Linked DNA regions of Danio rerio: region 1 is linked to region 2. Evidence: chromatin contacts called from public HiChIP or PLAC-seq data. All regions are on one chromosome and are shown on one strand. Each heading gives the region's core, a stretch centred on a gene start, on an enhancer-like site or on the middle of the called end of the contact. The rest is flanking DNA. Distances are from core to core; before and after follow the strand shown.

The links. HiChIP or PLAC-seq counts read pairs in DNA pulled down with a chosen protein or histone mark.
Region 1: an H3K4me3 HiChIP or PLAC-seq map of embryo shows a contact between it and region 2, with 7 times the contacts expected there. The contact joins the enhancer-like site here to the promoter of sox4a in region 2. A contact is called at or near these places in 5 of 18 Hi-C or Micro-C datasets (caudal fin, embryo and hematopoietic stem cells) and 2 of 4 datasets of contacts at active chromatin or transcription factors (caudal fin and embryo).

Annotation. Positions count from the first base shown.
Region 1 is chr19:31,528,678-31,535,746 of GRCz12tu, forward strand. LOC141379118 (a long non-coding RNA gene) reads right to left here. Exons shown (of 3, transcript XR_012395110.1): 3 at 1-1,879. Among named protein-coding and RNA genes, the nearest start is that of e2f3, 230 kb to the right of the region's middle. Within about 2 kb of position 5,139, at least 8 of the 62 cell types and tissues checked have an H3K27ac peak or open chromatin away from gene starts, as enhancers often do.
Region 2 is chr19:31,205,703-31,212,665 of GRCz12tu, forward strand. sox4a (SRY-box transcription factor 4a) reads right to left here and starts at 5,646. Exons shown (of 1, transcript NM_213122.2): 1 at 2,386-5,646. The coding sequence starts at 5,245. The coding sequence ends at 4,154.

The DNA.
Region 1 (7,069 bases), core at 3,889-6,388, 320 kb after region 2:
GAAAGTTTCTTTAGGAAGAGGAAGGACTGAATCCAGCATGTCTGTGCAAGAGGATTAACTGCTGAAGATCGCAAATGATGGCGGCCGTTCACATATCACATCTTTTCCGAGTGCAAGTTCATTATTTGAGCATGCACATCATGTGACAAGAATTAACCAATCAGCTACATGTTTTGTGTGCTCAATACACAATTCAATAGACTATTATCTCAGAAAAAAAAAACACTGCGGTGCTTTTAATTTTCTCCATAATTGAAACAGAGTATCAGAGTTGCAGCAATGTTTTGTCAGCTTGTCATCCACTGAAAAAACAGTTGGTGATTGCCTAGAAACATCATTTTAGATTCAACATCAGATTTCGTTTCATAATTTAAAACTGACCTCAATCCTGAGTCTAGATATTCAGCTTTCTATTTGAAATTCATAGTGTCCTGTGGAACACCACTGATGTAACAACATGATTACACAGATATTTTTTTTCCAGACATCATAAAGTGTCTGAAAGAGCGTAAGTCAAGGAACATTTATGTTCACCTGACATTTGACCATTTTATGGATTGACTTACGGTTCAGCGAGCTTAAATTCTTAGCCTCAAGCAGACACAGGTAGAGAAGCAATTTAAGACAAAAAAATCACCATGCTTCAGTCATTCAACCAATCAGAGCTCTGCCAGAGGGTGTTAAGGCCTGTCACAACACATGAGTCCTCAGAAAACCTGTCATATGGCTGATGGGCTTTTATAAAAATTCCCTTTGAAATGGTATATATATATGTCATTTGTTTGAAGTTTAAGTTTCCATTTGTGAAGATGAGTCTGTATTGGATGTTGCCAAGCTCATCTCATCTATACTTAACACCCTTTCTGACCCTGGGCATGGTCTAAGAAGGTTGAATGGGCTTTTAGGTCAATGAGAATCTGTGAGGGGAAAACCTAAGATGACTGAACACAAACACGTTTGAAGTGAAGTGTCACTGGCAGCGACTCTCTCGGGCCCAACGGTGTGATTCGTTCCTTGATAAATATTTCAGTTCAACGACTTTCTTCACTTACGGTCAAATGTAAACACACTAATCCAACCTACGTCGACCAAAGAGCATCAGATGGGCTCTGCGCTCAACACGGACCACCTCAGGCGCTCGAAACATCCTTTGATTACACTTCCACACTTCTCCAGTCCATTCCACACCTCGGCACTGTTCCTAACCCCACAGGTGAGAGTTACCCGACTAAATGGGATTTCATTCAATGCCCCTTTTGGATGTTACCATGGAAACACCGACAATAACAGCATGCAGAGTTGCATGTGGCTTTGTATATGCTGGTTGTCGCCGAGGCATCATGGTAGAGAAAAACAGGAGGCTATTGTGCGCAGCCCTAGGGAGTGGCATTGACATTTGCTTTTGCAGGATGCACTCTCAGCTCTATTATAACAAGATCCATGGCAGAGTGCCTCAACACAATACCAGCCTCCTTCTATTGAAGACTTGTTGTCCAGGAGTGATTCATCACCAAAGCTGTGGGGACTCACTAGGCGCAAGGTGGACAAAGCTAAGCAGGACACGGCCATGGAAAAAAAAAGGTAGGAAAACGAGGATTCCTAAAGAGAACGTAATTGGAATGTCTCGCTGATGTAAATACACAGCCGGCCTAGATCACCTACCAACGGATGTGTTGGCTGCATGCCGTAGGGTAATTTCCATGTGTGTGAGTGTGTGTGCCTTCACAGATGCATCATTACAGTCGGGGTCACTGCAGAGCGAAGCAGGGGGACTCCTTTTAACAGACAGACAGCCACTGCTCAGGAACACCACCTTCATCCACCTCAAACTGGAAGACCTCATCGCTGCCTGCTGCCCAGACTAACAAGCTACAGTGTGCTGGAATATAAACAGGAAAAGGAGAAAAATTCAGGCAAGGGAACAAAAGTGTCAAACTGGGACAGTATTGACTGAAACTCGGAAATCTAAAATCTATGTACTGTACAACTGCAAGTGGAAGGAGCGACAGTACCGTAGTATCATAAGCACATGTGCCTAATGTTAGAAAAAAAAATTAAATAGGAAATAGTAGGTTGATCTCTAATTTTGATCTCCATTCATATAGACCTTTTTCTTAGAATGCAAAATTACCTATTATGCTTTGCGTGTATGCGTAATGAGGATGCCAAGAACTTCTGATCGGCAGCTTGATGCATATAAATCATAGGTCTCAAAGCAATTCCTGGAAGGCTGCAGCTCTGCAGTTTTGCTCAAACCCTAATCAAACACAGCTGATTTAGTAGTCTTTCGTAGACTTGACCATCTTGATTGGTTGGATCAGCTGTGCTCAATTAGGGTTGGAGCAAAACTGCAGAGCTGCGACCTTCCAGAAATACATTTTGAGACCTGTGGTATAAACAGTCACGTTTGGACAGCTTCAAAAGGATAGTTTTGATCTATTTACTTGTTTTTAACATCTTTGAACAAAATTGCTGTCGATTAGCACCGCCTCCTGGACTTGTGATAAATGTGATCTAATATGAATGAAAAACATTATTTTGCGAGCAACGTTGTCGCTAAAGCAATGGTTTGGTGTTTTTTTTTCAAATATATACCCAGCCCAAACTAAATGTAAGACACCAAAATGTTTGACACAATAAGGCTGTGCGATTTGGTAAAAATATCTAATTGCGATTTATTTTTATTTTTTTATTTTTTGACGGATATTGCGATTTAATTTTGTAGTCAAGCTTCAGCTCAATAATCTGTATCGTAGCTTCGTACTGCTAAAATGCAGTGAGTATTAGTTACAAAAAACTGAAAAGATATTAACTAACTTAAACATTTATTCAAATGTATTTTAAAATATTCAGAAATGAAACAACTTTTTCTCTGAAGCAAACAGTAAACACAAATAAAATTTTAATTATTATATTAAAATTATCTACTTTAAACATGTCAAATTTAAATTAGGGAAATAGTGTAGCTTATTATTATAAAAAATTTAAATAATTATAATTATAAAAATACAGAACACTGAAACTAACATGTATATTGTATAACTAACATCATTTTGTACTTTGCTGTTGCTTGCTACAAGATAAGGCAAAATTTACTGGCGATACTTTCAGTTGACTTTTTAGCAAGACAATCATCACTCAATTTTGCCCACTTATGGCTAGTAAGACTATAAAACAGTGAATGAGGAGAAGGTTTTTCTCTTGCACTTGAACCACATCTGACAGAAGTATAACGGCTTTAACACACACCTTTCAAAATCAAAAGTTGTGGATCACAAAAACACTCTGTAAGCCACTCAAAATGGTATTGACAACTATTTTCTGATTATAATTTACTGGCTGTAAATGCTGTAAATGGAAGTTTTAAGCATCCATACCAAAAGACGATGTTTGCTATGGTGCTCTCCATGCAGCAACGAAGAAAAAGGTCTATACAGGAAATACTCATGTTTAATTACATTATGCCATTCTCTATGCCTCATGGGTGGAGCTAAAGGCAAATTGCCATACTTTGCTCACTGATTGGTCTGATTTTACCAATTACCAATTAATTTGATAACTTGATTGAAGAGAAGGCCAATTCAATAAGGAATACAGTTGACAGTGATGACTATTAAATGGCGTATTTTGAGCATCCAAAAATTTGTCATATTGTTAATTTAACCAAATTACAAGACTTTTTTCTGGAAAGAAAACCAATACGGAACTTTTTTCAGCCATTAATTTATGTAAGTATTAAATAACAGTTTACCATCTAACTAGATACTAAGATATTAGTAGCAGTAAACATTATTAATCTCACTACCGTCCAATGAGGAAATTTTAAGAGGAAACTCAACACGTGGTAAATTTCTATATAAAAAAAATACATACATTTTGTTTTATTATTATTTAAAACTAAATGAAGATTGGTAAAAGTGCATTAGATGCTTAAAAACTGGCTTGCAGTGAATAAAGTGCTATAGTCAAAGAAGAACTAGATTATAAATGATGATATCATCAGATGTATATGAACCACCTGTAGCACCTGATAACAAATGATAACATAAATCCATATTAGTTTGTCATCAGAAAGCATGTGCAGTCATGAATAATTAAGCAGGGTCTTCTTATAGGATAAGAAAACTCCACTATGAATACTAATGAGAAACCGATGCATCATCACTAGCAGATGTGTGCAGATGTGTGCTACGTTATCGATTTTGATCTCGCCCCAATAAGGATTTTAAACCCAAAAGATAAAATTAGCTAACAAAAGCTCAAAATTATCCAGTTTTCCCAACAATTAAAGCTGACAGGCGCTAACATTGTCTTAACCTGTGCCCAACACACACAAATCTGTTAAAATCTCAAAAAAGTACTCCAGGGTGACTTGAACCTTTAATCTAAATGCAATCTCCCATTTTTTCAATAAGAATTCTGATAAATATGGTTGATTATTTTTTAATTAGTTCAATTAGTTCAACAAGTTGATGCTCACAAAAGGTGATATTAATACATAAATATGTATAAATAAATATATAAATGATAAAATTATAAATAAATTATGTAAATAAATATTATTTTAATGTTTACAATAAAATAACAATAAAAATAAGAAAAAAAATACTTTTTATTTCCAGAGTCTGGCATTAGATTGCTAAAATAAATCGGATTCTATAATTTGTGGCCAATATTCAATATAAATAGCATTCATCCCTACTACTCAGAGCTCCTTAGCAACCACATAGAAACAAGCTGGCAAACCTCCACAACAGCACTGCAATATAAAAGCAAGTTTTGAACATTTTCTGAAAAAAGCTATTATTATTTACTGTTGTTATTATTACAAAAACAATTCAGATCATACAAAATAAATTATGTTGTTAAGTAATTACTAAATTAGAGACATACAAAATCTTTAATGACCTAATCTGACAGCATGCTTTTGTTTGAAATGAGATGAAAAGAAACGAACATTCAATATCCGAAATGGTGTTTCTAGGTTTATTTGAATACCTGAAAGACTTTAAATAAAAAAATAGTAATTGATACTCAGCTGACCTACACTGAAACACATATAACATGCGGCACAAATCTCCAGACTCTTCACAGTTGGTTTAGGCCAGTATCCAGACTGCATTCACCAGACCTGTCACTCCCAGCATTCCACACTGCTGCCATGACTACCAGTTGTAAATGGGCATTGCCGTGTGACCCTCTCCTGTCAGGGGTCAGTCTCACTGCAGATCATAAGTAAAAATGGAAAATTGAGCCATGGACTGACATGCTGGAGAAGGACACATTGAGAGAGAGAGAGAGAGAGATTGAGAGTGGTGGAGTCTGCCCGCCTACTGACCGTTCATCGACTGTCTGAGACATATTGCACACAAAAATGGCAATCTCTGTCTCAAAATAGCATGATACAATCTGATTGGCTGGTTTTGTGTATTCAGGATGTGCAGGTATTAAATCAATGGATTTGCCAATGTTTTAGTTGATACTTTAAAGATAAATTAAAGTTTTTTATGAATGTGTTTTAAAATATTTTTGCTGTTTTAGAGTACAAATATCTCATCATTTTGAAATTATATGTATTTACCAAATAATGAATTTACCAATAGTAAAAGATTTGAAATTATATTTTTCAAGGAGTTTATTCTTAAAATAAGATCTTGCAATGGGTTATGAAGAAAAAACTCAACTCAAAATAGTGCTTCCCATAGGATTGAAATAGACTTGCAGTGGTAGCAGGATTGAAACCCACCATTTACCCACATCACATAAATAGTTAACTTTATGCGATAAACAAAACTATTATATTTTTAACAATAATTTGATTCATTATTAATTTCAAGTTCAAAGCAAACAAGAATGCAAAAGCATTTTAGATATAAAATAGCCTATGTAATATAGCCTGACATCATAAACTTAATAAAATATACGGCAAATGAGAAGAATTACAGTCAAAATCTTTAAAAATTATAATAATTACAAGGTTAAAATGTGTAGATAAAATAAGTTAAGGCAAATGCGTTGATGAACGATTACTAATGGTGTCCATATATTTTGCAGCCAGTTTAGACCAGTTATTCCCTCCTCTCCGAGTATATGGTAAAGTTTTTCTGAGCCAATTAAATTCAAGAATGATTTATTGAATGTTTCTCTCACGACTGTGTGTGTGCAGTCAGCTGCAAAGCCAAGCGAAAGTAGGCTTAAGTAAAAAGATAATGCAAAAACGCATATGAATAAGAAACAACAGCTTTAAAAAGCAAAAGTTGAATCCTGGATATTTTAGAAAATTTTGAAACCCACCGGGACACATTTTTTAAGTGACAAAAAGGTTATATTAGATTACAATATAGTGTGAAAGGATGACAGTATTAGCAAAAAAAAAAAAAAAAAAGTGTCACGAAATATACTTGGACGGCGTAACCTAGTGAAGTCTATGTAGGGAAAGCACTGCAAAATGAAACCAATATTTCTTACCCCATGGCAGATCTTTGTTATTGCTCTAAACATGAAGTCATTTTATTTTATGACAATTAAAAATATATACATTATTTTACTAGCATTCTTTGTTATTGAATTTTTAAAGCACTTTGTATACAAAAATAACTGTATTAGTTGCAACTGTTATATTTTGTATCACATTACATTTATATTGCATTATTAAAAGCTTTGATCATCCAATAATGTAATTTCTGCATATAACTAAAAAAGTGTGTTAATAAGCTGTTTAACAAAGCTATTATTCTGCAATTGATGACTTTGCTCTTCTGTGACATTATCTTACATTTGCAATGTTAACTGTGGTGTTAAAATATTATTAAAATATAGATTATTTTTAAAACTGCATCAAAAGTTCACCTTTCTGTAAGTTTAAGTTTAAAGTCCCCATGAACCAGAAGCTGCGGCCATAATTTTTTGTATTGTGATGCAGTTCCTAGAAAAATGGAATATTAAATGACACAACAGTGAGCATGGCTTGTTTTTTTCTACTACAAGCTGAATGGATGTAGTAAAGCAGACACTTGATTCAGAATAGTTGGAAAAGGTTTGGGGAGAGTTATTACAACCTAACTGACTT
Region 2 (6,963 bases), core at 4,396-6,895:
TCAGCATGTTGATCTTGTTAATTAATTTTTATTAAATACTAAAAATAAAGAGGCAGTATATTAAAGCAGGTAAAATAAGTATTGAACGTGACTATTTTTACCAAAAGAACATTTCTAAAGGTCATGTTGACTTTGAATTTTCAACAGATGTCAGTAACAATCAATTTAATCCATGTAAGTAAAACAAAAATCATTTGTTTAGAAATGACATTATGTGAAATGACACAAGGAAAAATATTGGACACATGAAGAAAGTGAGGTTGAAAAGACACGGAAAGCCAAGACAGCAGCTGAAATCTTTCAGTAGTCTAAAAGCAACCCTACCATCATCAGTGGAAATGAATATTTTTAGCTGCTTCAGTCCCAACACCTACATCAACAGATGCTAAAGATGAAACTGGGGTAGACAATTCAGCAAGACAAGTGTCAGACCAGTGCAATGCATGCAACTCCATACAGAAGGCATCTTGAAAAAAAAAAAAAAAAAAAAAAAAAATATATATATATATATATATATATATATATATATATATATATATATATATATATATATATATATATATATATATATATATATATATATATATATATTATAAGTCTGAATTATTATCCCCCTGTAATTTTTTCCCCAATTTTCTGTTTAACTGAGAGAAGATTGTTACAACACATTACTAAACATAATACTTTACTAGATATTTTTAAATACTAGTATGCAGCTTAAAATGACATTTAAAGGCTTACCTAGGTTAATTAGGTTAATTAGGCAAGTTATGGTAATTAGGTAAGTCATTGTATAATGATGGCTTGCTCTGTAGACAGTCGAAAGAAAAACATTGCTCAAGGGGGCTAATAAAATTGACCTTAAATGTTTTTTTTTTAATTATTATTAACTTAAAATAAAAACAATAAAAATGTAAATATAACAAATAAGACATTCTTTAGAAGAAATAATTATTATAGGGAATACTATTATAGGGAATACTGATAACAAACAAGTACATTACAAGCAACACACAGATACATGAGCTTGTTGCAACCATCACCCCTTCACAATCCATCATCCAAGTGTGCTTGACAGCCTGATGCATTCATATCTCAACTTTACACAACTGTGGTATTCAAACAGCTTCCTGTCTCTTTTCTCATTTGGGGGATGTAAACAGATTAACACGAAATCTTTCGAGAGACCCCCCCCTCCCCGCTCCCGACACAAACCAGTGCACCCAGAAGGAATTAATTGGTTTCAGCAGTCATCCCTGCTGAACAATCCACTTGAGCGCCCCCAATGTAGCCTCCCGGCAGAGACATCTCATCTGTCTCGCACTCCTCCCCCACAGAGCCCATGTCTAGACCCTCGTGCTGCAGTGTGCATCCATGCTCACACTTGACTAGGGCATTAGGTTCACACCCTGCGCTATCAGCCGGGATGATGCTAGATAATGACTCAGGCCCGAGTTGCTGGAACACTCAGCTCTTGAGACACTGACAAACCATCTGATCTATTTTTCTCTCATGTAAACATGTCGTATTGCGGCCGTGTAATGTGATTATTGTGTGTCTGTAACGTCTGGATTGTCACGTAGCCATTCGCCTGTGTCTTATTGCGGACATGGGGAGCGATGGATGGATGGATGTTTACTTAAAGACTGAAGAAGTGTATGTCATTATGGAATGGTTCCTCGTTGCTCTGTTTGCATCAGACCTGCTGGTCAATGTTTTGGTGTGCTCCTGTGTGTGTGTGTGTGTTATGAACTAAACAAAGCAGTGATGCAGAAGAGTGAAGTTAATAATTAACTGTGTTCATATTGAAGCTTTGAGCTTAATATTGAAAACCAGAGAGTTTTTAAAGCATTTCTTGAGAGCACGTTGCATTTTAGAAACTAACAAGGGCTTTGTTTACAGCTGTGTCATGATCATTTTGTTTTGCTCTTATAAAGCAATTTGGAAAGTTGCTGCTATATAAATTTGATTGAAAAGATAAAACATGCAAACATTTAGGATAAAATTATGATTTCTATTAAAAATGAAAGATTCCAAAGGGGTTTTCACTGTGATGCCACATTATGTGCCCTCAAAGACTTGTTCAGTAAACTATTCCTTAGAAACAGAACCATATTTTAGTATGAATAACTGTTTTGCTGAGTTTGGATGTTAAATGTTCTTCCTGAAACCATTAATGTCAATATAAAACCTTTATTTTAAAAAATGTATGCAGTGTGGTTGTTTTGCTTCGAGTGTGATAAGCGTGAAGCCATTATTTTTTCTTTCAGTGTTGGTGTAGTGAGGCAATACTGCTGTCAAAAGTGAAGCATTGTGGTGCAGGCTTATTCTTTACTTTTATGAAGTGTTTAACTGTGAAGAGAAATAGTCTTGCAACGTAAGACGTTCAGTTCCAGCTGATTTTATTTCCTTCTTGGAAAAAGACAAAGTTCTGTACAGAGGTCTGACAGGCAGTGACTTGACACAATTGGCTGGCTTTTTGAGTTCACTACTCAAATGTTGAGATATGGTATGGCAAGACAAAACAATATTGTACACAGCATATTGCACAAAATGAAACAATAAAACATATCTATATATTCCAAAAGTCATGAACAACACTCTTAAACATAGGGATGTATAAAGATATATGTTCTCGCTCCTGTCATGATATATCATTGTCAGACATAAACACGCAATCTTTTACTTATTTTACAGTCATTGTACATAGAAATCTTCATGTTGATCCTCTGCCTTAAACACAACTGCTCTACATAAACCTGAATTGAGAAATACAAAATGCTATTCGCCATGCCATAATATACTAAAACAATTAGCTACATTTAGCCAACAAGTAGAAAAGATTAAATATCCTTGTACAATTATGGAGTGAAGATGTACTTCATTGTTCATGAATTATAGGCATTTCGACCGTATCTGTAATTCCATCCAGTGGTTCAAACCGAAACGTGTCACTAGAAAAAGCACAAAGAAGTCGGTATTCAAAAGGTACAGTATCCCCAATAAATCGCAGCCTTCGCTGCTGCAGCTACATAAAACACCTCACTCAGCGCGCGCATCGTAGGCTAATGACGATTGGTCGTTGAAATGCAGATACTGTCTCTTTAAGAAGCCTGTGGATTGACACTGTAAACATGTTTAGGGGGCAGATTTTGGAGACAACCCAACCCCCTGCTTTTAAAAATCGGAAATCCAAACAGCGATATTCACCGATTGACACCCCCTCGATAGATTTTGTACAAAAATACACTCAGAAAATAATGAAACATTTAATCTCCGTTCCATGTGAGAGGTCATCAATTAAATAATACGAAACAAGTCTAGCCCTTCCGCGAGACAGACGGACATGTGCATGTGTAGTAGCCTATACACACAACAGACTGACTAGAACACAACGGACTGAGGGGAGTTAGAGGAGCAATGTTTGGCCGTTATAAATACATCGAGAGTATAAAAATGCCAGCGCAGAAAAGTTACTCGAGGATGAAAAAGTAAAAAGCAGACAGAGAGAGAGAGAGATAGAGAGAGAGAGAATAAACGCTCCTCTGATGAATTTTGGTCCTGATTTGTAGTGTAAAAGAGTCGAATCATCTGAGTTGCGTCTGAATCCTGATGTCATGACGACAGAAAAGCTGGTGATTGTGTTTGTTTTTGCGTCTGCCATTCGGTTTCAAAGAATCAATCAACATCAGTTACGCTTCTCGACAGCCTTTCGTAGTTAAATCGTAATGAAAGCATGCGACTCTGGTCTAACAAACGATTCTGGTAAACAATCTCAAGCGCGAGCAAATGAATCGCTCGCATGCTCTCCGCTCAGTACCTCCAGCACAACAAGCATTCAGACCAGACTTTTTTTTCTCTTTAAAAACGTCCCTTTTTAAGTCGAAGAGGGCGCACAACGTCAACTCGCCACCGCGCAATGCCTTCCTCTGCGTCCAAAGCGCGCCTCCCTCCAGCACCAAACGAGCAAGCTAAGCACTTTCATCTGCACTCTTGTCAGTGGATAATGAAAACCCACAGTATCTGATGCATGATAAACACGAGGAATCATGTCGTTGACTCGTCGTCTGACTCGTCTCGGAGGAGTTTGCAGCCCTCCAGTCATTTTGAGTGTTTTTTTTTTCTCTCAAAGCTGTCCTTTCATAACTAGCGCTCAATAAGTGAACACCAAGTTAGATATCGTGGATTCGAGCCAGTCCCCTGATATCATCAACTCGCTCACCTCTGGTGTGCAGTAGTCGGGGAACTCAAAGTGCGAGCCGGAGCCCGACTCAAAGTTGAACTCCAAATCTCTGTCCAGAGGCGCTGTGCCAAAGGTGCTGAAGCTGTCAAAGCCAGGGCTGGGGTCCGCCAGCTCGTCCTCGAACTCCTCATCCGAGGAGGATGACTGCGAGGAGTACGAGTGCGAGGCGGAGGGCGTCGGAGACGGCGCGCGGGTGTACTTGAAGCGCGCGGCAGGCTCCGCGTCTTCCTTTCCGCTCGCGAGCCCGTCCTCGTACAAGCTCAGCGGGTCGCTGGATTCCGCCGAGCTGCTCAGGGTGGGACTGGCCGGCACCGCGACAGAGGGCGGGCTGCTGTCTGTGCTGCATCCCCCGTACACATGCCCGCGCTTTGCTGGTTTCTCTGGGATTTGTTTGGCGGCGGACACGGACCTGGATTTGTAGAGTGCGTGGTGGTCTGCAGGGACGGAGTGTGAGGTCAGCTCGAGCGTTGTGGACTTTCTGTGCGTCCTGCTGAGAGTTTTCGAGCTCTTTTTGGATGCAGACTTGGCGCCGGGGCTAGCGCTCACGCGCTCCGCCTTCTCTCCAGTCTTTCCGCTGGATGACTTCACCTTCTTCCGAGGTCGATATTTGTAGTCTGGATAGTCTGCCATGTGCTTGAGCCGCAGGCGCTCGGCCTCGCGGATGAAGGGGATCTTGTCGCTGTCTTTTAAAAGTTTCCAGCGCTTGCCGAGTCTCTTGGAGATCTCCGCGTTGTGCATGTCCGGCGACTGCTCCATAATCTTGCGCCTCTCAATCTGCGACCAGACCATGAATGCGTTCATTGGCCTCTTGATGTGTCCCGATGGGGTTTTGCACCAGGCAATGTCCATTTTATCACCGGCTGAATTTGGAGAGCCTGGAGTCGGAGAGGCGTCCATGTCTAAGTCCATCTCCCCAGAATCAATGGAGTCGCCGGGGAGCACGTCGCTACTGCTGCTGCTGCTGGTGTGCGTCTGCTCCACCATAGCCAGGTCTGTGCCCATGCACTACAACAGTCTCAACTTTTAATTGCGCACAAAAATCCTACACGTGCTGCAGCGCTAGACGCGTTGAAAGCGCTAAGAGTCTTTCTTCTTCACTCTTGTATAAAATATGCTTTGGTCAATGTGGAAACAAAGTTGCTGCTTCTGCTGTCTTTTGGTTCAGCGCGCCATCCGCAAAGCGCATATCCCAGTCAGGAGCTCTGTCAATCCTGGCAATCTCGTCAAAATCAACAGTCTGTCGTTCAACTGCCGGTTCGACTGAAAACGAACCCAGAGTGCGCTCTGGACGCAAAGTATCTGAAGCCGTTTAATGGAAACGGACAAGTGTCTTCAGCATAGTTTGTCGTATGACCATGCGGTAGGTTTAGACGACTGCACTTTTTCATGCTCTGAGCTTCCGATCACCCTTCACAACTTTCAATACTTCTGCTAAACCGCCTCACAAGGATTTATTCTCTTCCGAAGGTATAAAGGAAAGAGAATCCAGCCAATCAGCTGCTGTCACTAGCCTATCCTCAGCCAAAGCCGCGCCCCGTCGCTTTCCATTGGCTGAATATAGTATCTAATAATAATCGGCGCGTGCAATGAGAAGCTTTCTGTCTGACCTCATTCCATCTACACTGCAAACTTAGTTTTAAAGGCACATTATGCGGCCCCCCTTTCCTAGATCGCACGCTGAATTTGGCAAGGGTGTCTAAGTTCGGATAAGCAATTCTGATGTTTGATTGTGAGTGATTAAAACAGTGTTATTAAACTCGGCTTTTCACAATCAAGTGTTTACTTAGTCTCACTGCTGATGTAACAAAAATCACAGAGAGGCTTAAAATACTAGGCATTTACAATATTACGTTGCAAAATTAATAAATTGTAGTTTTTAAAACACACAATGTCTTACAAAGTAATATTCACAAAGCCGCGCGTTTTATTTATTTACACACAGAGACAGACAGTGCGCGCACATGCCACGCGCTTCTTCATTCAAAGGCAGCATGTTCTTGTTTATGTTAGTGTCACGCGCACTGGTTGCAAATAATACAAAATAATACATAGGTTTCCAGCAGTGTACGTTTCTTAAACAGCCGATTTAGAGTAGCACATCCTTCCAAACTGTGTATTTCTAGCTCCTAGAATGAAGCTGATTTCTGAATGCTCTCACACAGCAGACAGTCAAATGAAAGAGATGAGGAAACAGCATTTGGCATCATGACTGTTCAAAACGGCTCTCGTTTATGCCTCTAGATGGCGCAGTAGAGCCAAAGTCGAGCTCAAAGCATCAGTTGTTGTTCCACACTGAAAGTGTCTGCCTCGAATAACTGTTTAACTTGATAAAAACAGATCTGAATATGCATTACGTAATCAAGTCATCTATCATGAATAGAAAATAACAACAAAAGCAGTCCATTCTCACATTATTGTGAGATAAAGCCATGCATCTTCACTATCTCCTCTAAGCAGACAGTCATTTCCTAAACCTTCAGTCAATATAACTGAAATCAATAGTTTAATGACCTCATAGCTGAACTATTCAGAGTTTTAAAGAATTGTTAACCATTTACCACACTAAAAGTGCACCGAGTGCGTGACATTTGCTGAGGCGATTATGTGGCCGTATGATTTTGAATACAGTAATCAAACACCTTTGACTGTTTAAACAGGTGTGCTGGGAGAGAATGCACATGAGCTTACCTTATCGTGTCTCATCACAGGGACAGATGGCC